Regions from separate parts of the Danio rerio genome. Here region 1 is linked to region 2. Evidence: chromatin contacts called from public HiCAR-type data. All regions are on one chromosome and are shown on one strand. The core of a region is the stretch at or near the end of the contact, and the rest is flanking DNA. Distances in the headings are between cores, read along the strand shown.

What was found. HiCAR-type assays count read pairs that join an accessible place to other places.
Region 1: a HiCAR-type map of caudal fin shows a contact between it and region 2, with 6 times the contacts expected there. The contact joins the promoter of adgra2 here to the promoter of rab11fip1a in region 2. A contact is called at or near these places in 2 of 4 datasets of contacts at active chromatin or transcription factors (caudal fin and embryo).

What each region holds. Positions count from the first base shown.
Region 1 is chr8:45,049,394-45,055,598 of GRCz12tu, forward strand. It overlaps adgra2 (adhesion G protein-coupled receptor A2), which reads right to left and starts at 1,553. Exons shown (of 19, transcript NM_001318071.1): 1 at 1,324-1,553. The coding sequence starts at 1,553.
Region 2 is chr8:44,912,287-44,918,447 of GRCz12tu, forward strand. rab11fip1a (RAB11 family interacting protein 1 (class I) a) reads right to left here and starts at 1,568. Exons shown (of 5, transcript XM_073910942.1): 1 at 1,116-1,568. The coding sequence starts at 1,459. It overlaps adgra2 (adhesion G protein-coupled receptor A2), which reads right to left. Exons shown (of 19, transcript NM_001318071.1): 19 at 5,942-6,161. The coding sequence ends at 5,942.

The DNA of each region.
Region 1 (6,205 bases), core at 303-2,802, 140 kb after region 2:
AAGCTAATAGCACAATAGGTCATAACTAGCTACAGCCACACTTTGCAATGGGTTTTACTTCCTTCCTGCACAGACATTACAAATATGGTCCATTATAACAGACTGGAATCCCACAGCCATGAAAAAGGAAGGAGGCGGTCGGCAATTAAAATGCACAGATACTGGGTTGGTGAGAGATTTGGGGGTTTAGATGTATTTCCTTTTAATTCAACTATATGATGGCTAATTTAGCTGAAGGCTAAAGGTGTTTAGTGTGAGCATGCTTGTGTGTAAACAGTAGATGAGTGTGGAGATACGATGCTTTAATCAGCACATATGCTCACAAACAAAAAAATGCTGGGTTCCAAACATTTGATATGTCTTTGAACGACAGAAGCGAGAAAATTAAGTTAACTTATTAATTATTTTTACTAATTTAAGTTAATTGAACATAAAACATGATGGTGTTTCAGCTAATTATATAGTTGAAACAAACAGACAACTATTAGTACAGTGTATACCTAACACTCTCAGTACTCACTTAAGTGATTGTTTCACTTTGTGAGAAATTCAAATGTTACTTTTATTTCCATTTTAAAATAATATTTTAAGCTCATAACTATACTTCCAATGTATTTTAAAACAACCTGCATCTTAAGCTTATCTCTTGGGCATTGGTCCAAGAGAAGCTGTATCAGAGCGTAATACCAATTATTTGTACAGTAGTTTCCTTTTAATATTTCCATTATAGCTGAAATGTTGAGCAGTTGTAAGTGCAAACAAAATAAAAATAAAATCTAATTAAATGTTTCTTATAGTGCACCAACAAGTGCACACATATTTGTAGCAATCAGAAAGTGGTTAAGAAATATATGACAAGTAAAATTGGTGCTGGACTTCTCATAGAGTTACATTTTGACAGCTGCTAAAAGCTGCCAAGTCCCCGAACTTTGCCTCCATCTGTGTTGTAATGCCATTTGGACATCATGACCTGTTGCTGTCAGAATTTTATAGTAAATTCTGTAGACGCAACTGTTTAACCAAGGTCATGTCATTGATACACTCATTAGAGAGTTATTGGAGATTTGTTTTAATTGCTTCTTGATAAACTTTTAAGCTTTTTGAACAATTTTGGTTAATGTTATTCTCAAACAGCACCACAAACCCTACTGCAAACTGAGGTATAGCCTCTTAATTGTTTGTCCAAACTATATTATGAAGGTTTAAGTAACACAAATAAAACACAAAATGCAACTAAAGATGTACTGGGAGACTGGGTGATTTATTTCCCTGAAATATAACATTGACAAAGTCACTAAGGAGAAACACTAAACGAATACTTACAGAGAGACAGTCCTGTTTGGGAGCAGACTGACTTCGGGCGTTTCAGTCAGCTCCTTTCCACCGCAGCTCACTTTCCTCCGAGTCCCGGGAGTAGGGTGGGCTTTACTGCGGTCCTCCGTGCAGCTGCAGCCGCTGGAAAAAAGCTCCGGGCAGCCCGCAGCGATTCTATAAAGCAGCAGCAGGAGAAACACGCGAACCCAAAACGGGATGCGGACGCAGGGTCCCGACATTGTACCCCACACTATCAACTATGCGGTCCCAGGTCAGCCCATGACATCAGGGCATACACTTTTGAGTGATAACTGCTTAAAGTATCCGAGCTTATAGAAACTGTAATTGTTAAAAAGTTACTCCTTTCCAAACTGTGAGTGGATAGATCACCAGACAACAAGACTCTTTACTTCTGCTGAAACATGACAGCACTCCTGTCACTGAAGCAATAAAATACATCCATCATGTCATATTTCCATCATGCATTTTCCTTCTTCCACGTCCAAGATGGTAAAATAAATAAATAAAATCGTACAACTTTTAAAAATGAGCTCGCAGAATAGTCACTTTGTCGCCTCTCTAAAGAAAAGTTAAGTTTTACTCTTGTACTTTAAGCGCAGCGCAATTACGACTCCTCAAAGAAACCGTTGTCCATACTTTTTCTGGAGTAATTCACAGAAGAGGAAAAATGCCATTAGATGTGTTGCAGCCGCGCGTCGGCAGACATGACGGACTGCGACTACGGTGAGCTCCGGGGTCCGTGCGGTGTCACTCGCAATCTGACTTTGAATAATGGTCACGATTTTAATTCCAGGACTCTGGCGCTTTTCCTCTGCCATCCTGTCACACTCACACTCAGCTCCAGCCTCAGTGCGCACATTCCTCTGCCCGAACCGCGCGGTCCTAGCGCAGCGAGTTTAATGTCAGTTACCACTATAGGTATATTTATGACAGCTCGAACATTTTACATATTAACCAATTACTACACTATAAAATATAAATTTATATGCTATTTTATTTAAATTATTATAGTAATACAATTAAATACGTAGGACTTGCATGTTATTAAACACTGCCAGTGTGTAATAATGTAATAAATCAATGTAATGAACCTTGAATACTGTGACTATGTCATTGCAATTTTCATGTTAACTATTTTTATCTCGTTTCTTTATGCAGTGATATCGGTCGAATCTTAAATCTTAAAAAAAAAAAAAAAAGATCAACAAATAAATGTATTAATCATATTTATTCTATTCTTAACCTGATACTACAGTTCCCTGCTGAAAAAAAAAAAAAAAAAAAAAACTTAAACGAGACTAACGTGGTTGGCTGGTTTTAGCTGGTTGATCAGCCTGGTTTTAGAGGGGTCTTGGGCTGGTTTCAGCAATTTCTAGCCTGGTCTTAGCTGCACTGGAAAAAAGCAGGACTCCAAACAATTTATTGTCCCAACACAAATCGATTAAGTTACACTAAACGTAAAAAACCTAAAAAAAAAAAAAATAAAAAAAAAACGGCTGTTAAACTACAGAAAGCTTAGTCCCTTTATTAATCCGGGGTTGCCACTGCGGAATAAACCACCAACTAATCCAGCACGTTTTTTTTTTTTTTTTTTTTTTTTTTTTTGCAGCGTGTGCAAATATATATATATATATATATATATATATATATATATATATATATATATATATATATATATATATATATATATATATATATATATAAAATTTTTATTATAATTTTTTTTTGAGTGTGGTCAGGTTAGATCAGCTAAAACCACCAAAAACCACCTAGGCTGGTTTCCCAGACTGGCTAGGCTGCAAGGGGGGTTTAGGTGGTTTTAGCTGGTCATTTCCCAGCCTGACCAGTTAGGACCAGGCTGGAAATGGCTGAGACCAGCCTAGAAATGACCAAAAACCCCTCTATTGCCAGACTGGACGCCCAGCTAAAACCAAACAACCAGCTTGGGCTTAACACTTTCTTAACATTTTAATGACTGTAGCCTACTCTTGCCTAATGCATGTTGTTTTGGTAACTTATATTCTGAATTTAACAAAAGCAAGACAATGAATTACACAATTGAATTGATTGGTTTTTGTAAATTATATACGGTTGAGGATGTAAATTAATTAATGTTCTGAAATAGATTTTCGTTATTCCAGTGTTGATGGACATGGGTGATTATAATTGATAAATGAACAGATACATTTAGCATTTCAAAAAGTTAAGACAAAAAAACTTTATGAATCAATTCTTTCCAGTCTCTTGGTGAAAAATTTTTGTTCTTTTAATAGTTCAGTGCTTGTTGGATTAAAGTATTTAACCAATTTAGTGTTGTTGAATTGTAAGAAATAGTATTTAGAACTTTTATAAAAAATGAAATATAGCTAAAAGAAGAGTAAAATCAAATATGTTGATTACAAAATTGTACATTATGTAATACAACACTAACTCAGACATCAAATAAGTAAACCATTAAAAAAAATTACAAATAACAATTTTAAAAGAATAAATAAGTACCAAATGTAGCTACAATTACACATTAGAGATCAACACAAATTGTACTTGGTCTCTCTCTGGCTGTACACTCAAGCAGTGGCAAAGATTTTTTAAAGGTTTATTCTTTTTTTTTTTTTATATCACAATCCTAAACAAATGTTAACAATGACACAAGGCCTAAAAGCAGAGATGTGATACCAGCTAAATGTAACAATTGTACTAAATCACAGTGACATTGTAAGTTACATTGTGCGATTCCCTGTTTTGTGAAGTATGTGAGGGAGGAAACTAGTTGAGGTTAGCCAATGATGTATTATCTGCCTTAATAGTGTTTGATAATATTGATAGCAAGCCACATAACATTTATTTTAACATGTTCACTGTAAAACCCAATAGACAAATTTACCAAATGAAATGAGCGTAGTAAAATCAAACCTTACTCTACTCATTAAAAAAAAATTAACTATCGTTACGTGATTAAGCAAGTGTTGATTGACATTCACAGCCTTGGATAAACTCAACTGAATTAAAACACATTAAATTTCTCAAAATCTCAGCAGAGTAACAATTTATCAAACATGTTCTACCCTGTCGCTCTCCCAAAACCGACTCTATGCAAATGCAGGTTTCCATATTGACGACACCAACAAGAGTGAGCGTGCCTGACTATTAAGCCTACACAATTTCACAACTACATGCAACAATGTATTTTCAATGCTACAGGTTTTCCATGTTTTGCCCTAACCAACACCTGATATTTCTATTTTAGAAAAGATTTCTATTCTTGTGGCTGAACAACAGCATTCACTTCTATGAAGATGACCACCTCATGTACTTATTATTTGCTTTATTCATTCTTAAATGTTACCAATGTTGAATACATTGAAATTGGTAGTCGTTCTATTTCTAGTGTCATTAATGGTGTTCCCTACATATCATTGTTCCAATTCTTAGTTTTGCAACTTAAATCAAGTTCAATGCAGTACTTGGGTTAAAAGCATAGACTGTAAAAAAAATATGGACATAGTATGCGTAATATCACCCATAGGTTTCTGAATAGCGCAAATGAAGCTATAAGCGGGCGTGGGCAATCATTGCCATTTTGTTTGCTCATCATTGCGCTGATCAAGGGTAACAAAAAATGGGCAAAGAGGCGGGGTGTGAGCAGTCCCTGCTAGCATTTTGCTTAGATGAGTTTTTCTTTTGGCGAAACTCTTAAAACTTCATTACCTGCGATTTGTTTTTGTTCTGACCACATGTGTGTGGTTGTGTACTATATAAATAAATTCTGTTTGGTCTTTTAAAAACCCTATTGTAATACATTGAGCCACCAAGGGGAAAAATGCTAATTACTTTCAAATACTTCAAATATAGTCTGTGTTAGTGAAAGTTAGACTGTATAATGATCACACACATCTGTAAACAATGGAAATATAAGATATTGTCTCATTTTGTGCACTTAACAGTCAGTCTGTAAGTAAGTGAGTGTCTTCTCTACACACACGCACATAACAGTTGTTGTCTGCTGCAGCTACTCTATGGATGGACAAACTACTGCATTTTTATCAAAAGAGATTTTAGTTTTAAAGATTACTGAATCTTATATTTAATACAGAATTACAGTTTTTTCTGTTATTTTATGAGAGGGCTGAGCTTAATTTTTAAATGATATACTCCTAATTAGTTTCCTAATTATTTTTCATTATTGTGTTTGTTTTGTACTTTTGCACCACTAACAAAGTTGCTTGCTACTTACCCTTTACTTTTCTAGTGGCCAGTAAGAACAGAGCCTAATCCATCACACTATCCCGCTCACTGTGTCCATGACCTCCCAGACCATTCAGAATCTCAGAGAACACTGATCCCATTAAAAGTGGACATTAAGACCTTGGAGGAGCTGGGGGTGATAGAAGCTTCCACAAGCAAATTAACTAGCCCGCTTATGAATGTCCCAAAGAATGATTGACCTTTGAGAATCTGTGTCAACTTCCATAAGCAAATAATGGATGTCTACCCTATCCTACTTTCTAAAAGGATCAATGTATTAATAGAAAAGGTTGCATAGATACAATTCATCACCACACTGATCTTTGGAAGGGGTACTGGCAGGTGCACCTTAGGGCCTACTCACACTATGCCATCAGTACCGTGCCTAGGCCCGTTTCCCGGATCGTTTGAGAAGTGTGAGTGCGCTGAATTGGGCTCAAGCACGGTGTTCGGCGAAAATATCTGACTGCGTGTCCCCGCATCCCTAAGGACTGTTTGGCGAAATATTTGACTGCATGTCACTGCATATTAAACGACTAAAACGATATAACTAGAGAAATCTCCACTGTGCTGCCGTCTGAGAGAGCGCTTCTCACTGAACAGCGCAGCAGCGATGACATAAGCG
Region 2 (6,161 bases), core at 318-2,817:
CGCCCCCTAGTGGCCGATTTCTTTCAAAATTCTTACAGACCTCTAGGACAGTGAGTCGAACATGCCCAGCGAGTTTCGTTACGATCACTGATCGTTAACCTTGTTAAATGGCTGCTCAATATTTATTGGCTAATGGCGGCCATGTTTTTTGAGATGTGCCAATGTCCTTATAATGATTCATGGCAAACTGATCAAAGACACTGCATGCCAAATTTCAAGTTGATCGGACTAACGGTTGTAAGGTTAGAGTCATTTTATGGTTTTTAAGCTTTATAGCGCCACAGTGTGGCCAAAGTCTACTGTTTTTGCACTGTGACCTGAAATTGAGCTTATACATGTGTGTACCAAGTTTGGTGATGATATCTCATTCCGTTCAAAAGTTATAGCCACAATTAGCATTTAGCTTCAATTAGCATTGAACATTGTTGTGTACTGTTTCGAGTGAGAATAAAAATGTCAACTTTTTTTTGATAATTATTGATATTCAGTGTCTAGAGAACATTTGAGAGCTGGTTTGGTTTAGATTGAGTGAAAAACCTAGGACTAGTTCGCAAAAATAGGTTTCGGACAAATTGCGATGTAGCGGGAAAACGGTGCGCCGTAGAGCAAAAAGTGCAGCTGTGCACTTTTGTTCGGGTTAACCCAAGGATTCAAAATATGTAAAGTTTTTGAGTCTACGACAAACGGTAAACAAATAACGGCCAAAAATGTCCAAAAAGTGGGTTTTTGGCGCCATAGCGCCACCTATGGTCCGATTTGGCTGATCTTTGGTGAGAACGTAGTGTACCGGGGTACTACCTTCTGGCCAAGTTTCAGCTCTCTCGGCCTTACGGTTTGGCCTGGGCAATAGTGACTTCGGCAGAATAATAATAATAATAAAAATCCTAACAAATACAATAGGGTTTCAGCGCTACGCGCTTGACCCCCTAATAATAATATGCCGTGCTAAAAGGGCGGAGTATTAAAACTTTTCCATGCAGAATCATAGACCAAAACTAGCTATGGTTAACTCATCGGCAGTTTATTAATTAAACTTTTGAGTCAGTGGCATATTTTATGACACTCAGATAATGTCATATCTACATTATTTCCGTATAAGACAGAACGGCACTCACTCGGTTTTCTTGCGTGATCTGTTGGCGTGGAGGTCCACTAAATTGATGACAGCCTGCCCCAAAAACTTGTCTAGCCCCACCAGGGCACGGTGCATGGCGATGATGTACAGCGTGCATCGTTCCACGTCCCCCTGATGTACCAGCGGCAAGTCGAACGTCGCTTCCTCCTTCCATTCCGGTGAGACGCATTTCTCCGCTACCGAGGTGGAAAACTTGTCCTTGCCCACCTGCATGATGGCATAGGCGTCGTTCGTTCCATTTTTGCCCTTGATACGTAAGTTTCGTGCTTTGAGCACGGTTACCTGAACGCTGGTGGGATACCACTGCTGGTCACCCAAAGACATGTTTAAATACAAGTTCAAACGGGACTAAAATTGCTCTTTGTAAGTACGTCCCTGCTTGATGTTTGCCGTGTGTCCGGCGTCGTTCAAAGCTACTGTGTGTAACTGTTCTGTTTGGGAGATCTCACAAGTCCCGCCCTTTACGCATGACGCACAGTGTGTACCCAGCGCTCAGGTGATGCAGGTATCACACCATTCTTCAAGTTAAGCTATTACAGAAGAGCTTATGATGGTTTATTTTAGAATTCCGGGTTAATGCTACTTTAAACAATGTGTCTGTACCGCTTTTACTCTTTGGCCCTAATTTCAGTATTATTTTAACCTCAAAAAGTTAACAGTAAACGATGGTTGATTGAATATGTCAACGAGTTCGACAACAGAAAACCAATCAGACACTAGCATAGCATTCATTGACTATTCATGCACGTTTCGCAGTCACAAAATACCTTAAAACCTCAGTGGAGTTTACCTTCATGGATATTTAAAAATGTTCTATGTTTAAGCACGGTTACCTGAACGCTTATTGGATTTTCAATATGTAACCCCTATTTACTTCCTCGGGTCAAATGAACCACATAAAGTATATTTAGCAAGATGACAACAGAACAAGGGAGCGTGAGTAATTATTATGAAGCCGATTATTCATCCTCCCTCAGATCAGTCTGCTCCAGGCACTAGAGAAACAGTATCCTTAGTAGTTTACAAGCGTGATGTTCATTCCTTTGTCCTACGTGACAGTATTTGTTCCGCCCAGTCACTACAATACAGCACTCTGATAGGATAAATTACGTGTCAGTCGAATAACAACTAACTTTGAATTGGTTTAAACTCTTGTGAAGGATGTGAATTTGCATTTCACATGGAAACAGAGGTTACGTAATTGTCAGACGCAAATCGTTGGGCTGGGATTTTTTTTTTTTCATTTAGATAGATACAGGCCTGTAGCCTGGTGAAGTTAGTGGTTCTTTTTTTTTTTTTTTTTCAAACATAGACCTTTTTGCAGTAACTTTCAATGTAGTTATTAAATTTAAATACTGCATTTTAGTGACATTTTAAGCACTAATTTTTAGCTGAATTCACTTGTTGGATGGTGGTCATTATAACCACACTTTTTGATGTACCAAATATTTCCTAAAGATTTAGAATAAATAAATGTGATAAAATACTTATTTTTTAAAATTATAAATTTATTACATCATATATCATTAGAAAAAAAAGGAATCTGTTAAAGTTTTACATTAAAAACTGTAGCTTATTGTCATTTATGAGACAAATAAACTGGCCAGCACATTCAACCTTCCTCAGTCAGAATTTAGCCATTTCAAAACAAGAAAATATTAAATTATTTATAATAAAAGTTACTTGTAAAATGTTTTTTTTTTCTATTTAAAAACAATACAGTAGTGAAAGATGACTTCTTTTACATCATTTTGTGTGTTCACTTGCACAGCTGGATATTGGACTCTGGATCATATCATTGGGCAAAACTTATTAGCTGAAGCCACACTGAATCAACATTCCGTTTCCATCAGCACGGATTCTGTTTGCTCTTAAAGCCATTTTTAATGGGTTATTTTCACTATTTATGATGGCATGGCAGTCAAAATAGATCCACCCAAACCCTCCCTGGCAACGGGCCTGTATAACACAATTTAAGATCAAAGTGAAAATGATTTGAAATATTCTCGTAGTTTTTACCAAACCTTTATTTTGCATCATGTCGTTCATAAGGCACAATCTTAACATCTATAGCAAATATATTACTGAAATTGGTACAAAAAATGTTGCTATCATTTTCATATGATGTGAGTGACAAAATATATATAAATACTCATGTTACTATTGAAATCTCCCTTTTAAATGTAGAGATTACAATCAAAACATTGAGGAACACAATGAATTTAAACTGACCCTCAGACACTTTAGGTCTACCCAGAGAAAAATACGATTGTTCATGCAAATATCACAATGTCACATGAAACCATTATGCACACATAAGACATTTAAAATGTAAATCCCTTAAAGAAAAAAAAGGAAAACAAAACAATTTGTGTATAAACATGGTACACTTTGAGCAGACCACAAATTTCATGGTTGTGTTTTGTTTGCTTTTTCAAAAGACATTTTGCACCAAGAACTACTTATTTAAACCAAAATTAAGTAACACATGAAATGTTCAATGACATGATGGTGAGCAGTGTATTTCAGCCTTTAAAATTAATATTTTAACCTACATAGTCATCATGGCTTTACATGATTTGTGATTGTGGGAAAAAGGAAAATTAGTTCAGTATGTCTGTTTTTTAATACAGGTTTGACAATGATGAGGGCAATGATTTCTTGCTTGAAGGGGTCAACGGGAAACTACACAATATTGAAAATGTTCAGCATTAATTGTCTGTGAGCTTCTTTGGCACATAAATATCCCTGAACACAATTTAAAGTAAGCTGAAGACAAATACTCTGTTTCACTTGTTACTTTGCCATGATGGGACACAGGGGATAATAGCACTATATTCAGAATTTTTTAGCTTGTGGGCTTGGTGGGGTGGGGAAGAAAAACTGTCAGTGTGAAGATTGGAATTCACCATTTGGCTTCTGGTTGTGATTGTCCATTCTTTGCTTTCATATTAAGAATGATTTCGACATTTCAGGGTTAGAATCAGTCAAGCTTGACATAATTTTTTGTTCAAATACTTTTTGTGGTTTTTGTTTTTTATATGTTATCTGATTATCTTTTGGGAGAAGCTTGTGTCATTTCTGGTCAAAAACAAAAATAACAACAACAACCAAAAAAACTTGCTTGTTGAGTAAAAGTAACTTAAAGTCAGAATTTGTCAGTGGTACAGTATGAATAATCTCGGGCATGACTGTATATCCTTGTTTCCGAGTACAAATGTCTACTTCATTTTTGCTAACTATTTTTGGGATGATCAATGCTTCGTAGTGAACAAAACCTGTTCTATGTGGTGTTGATAACACAAAAAGAGGAAGTTGGAGTTTGAGGTCCAGCTTGAATATGTTAGTGTGCATTTAAAGACTAAAAAGTTGATAAATCAGGCTTCCAATCCTCTGTAAATACTGATATTATGACACTGCATAATGACAATAAAAGTTACTCAAAATATTAATACTGATATGTATAATATAAATACTTATCATTTAAAAGAATGTGTCAAATGCTTTATCCATAACCTGAACCAAGTGCTTAAAAAGTCCATGTTACACATGGCACTACAACTAATCATTTATGGACAAACACTTGCCCTTCCTTATAAATCCCTTAATACTCTGGGTGACATCTGAATGAGTTGTCACTTTGTTGATATCATTCGTCCATCAACAGGATTCATTTTCAGTGCATTTGATCAATGACAGAAATGGCCCAGCAGAGGGCACTATTAAGCAACTTTTCCAATGGTTCTCTATAATTCTCTACAAAAAGTTGAAATAACACTGTAATGGTCGAACAATACATACAAAACACATAATACATTCTTACAGACACGTAAATGAAATTGTGTGTATGAAACAAATGCATAAAACATGAAAACACAAAGGGACTGAAGAAGAAAAACTGAACAGGAAAAATCAAGCAGATGTTCGACCGTTCTGATCAATCTGCATAGTCAATAACAGCTGAACTTCAGGTTCAAATCCCTTGGCATATTCAGTATTAAACGATTAATTTCGTTCAAACAGTCTGTAATAGTAAGTGGTATAACAAGCTAAAAAAGCACACAAAATCATTTTGCATATTTTGCCACACCAACTCCTCCACCAATTTCTTTTTAGAGGAGCCACAATTTGCATACACGCACCCATTCGCTTTTTCTTTGTATAAAACAATCAAACATACTTTTCTTTATTATATGCTTAGCATAGACTTAGTATGTTGGACTGTTCAAACACCTCAAACAACTTGCAAATAGCTGGTTTATATAAAGAGCCAAAGATTCATCTTCACTGTTAAAACATGATAATAATAATAAACCAGCCTAAGCTGCAGTGTTGTGGTAGACTCTCATTTCTAAGTCAGGATGAAGACCCCGAAAGAGTCTTGGACGGAGTAAACACAATTTCCTTTAATATGAATGAACCTTTGATTTGTCCCCATCCTGAGACATGATAGACTAAATCTTATCTGCAGTCATGTAGTACACATGTCCATGCTCTTGAACACAAAGACCCTGGAAAAAGAAGAAGAAGAAAGAAAACAAAAAAAAAAAAAAACAACGTAGAATATCAAAACACTGTTAATCTGGTTTGCTGGTCATTGTCTGGCCAAGTTAGTGTTTAGCTGCATAGATAATTGTCCAAAACTCTTCTAAAACCAGGCAATAGACCAACTAAAACCAGCAAACTACCTTATACTGGTTTAAGCTGGTTTAATCAGCAGGGTTGTGGAGAAATAACTCATTCTTTGGCATACAGGTCACCTTCAGAAAACTTTCAAAGTCTGTTAACTCTACCTGAAACTCATTGTTATACAGTCGTCTCGCTCTTCCATACCCTGCTCTTCATACCCACCGAACCTTGTGATTGGTCAGTTCCACTAGTGTCCAGTTCCACCACAGATCCCTTTAGTGTTCCATTTGGTGCTGAAACTGTCGACAATGAGGCTGTCGCAGTAACATTTGATGACATGTTTAAAGGGAATGAGCTCCGCTTGGACTCTCTCTCAGCTGCAGCAGCCAGTTTAAGA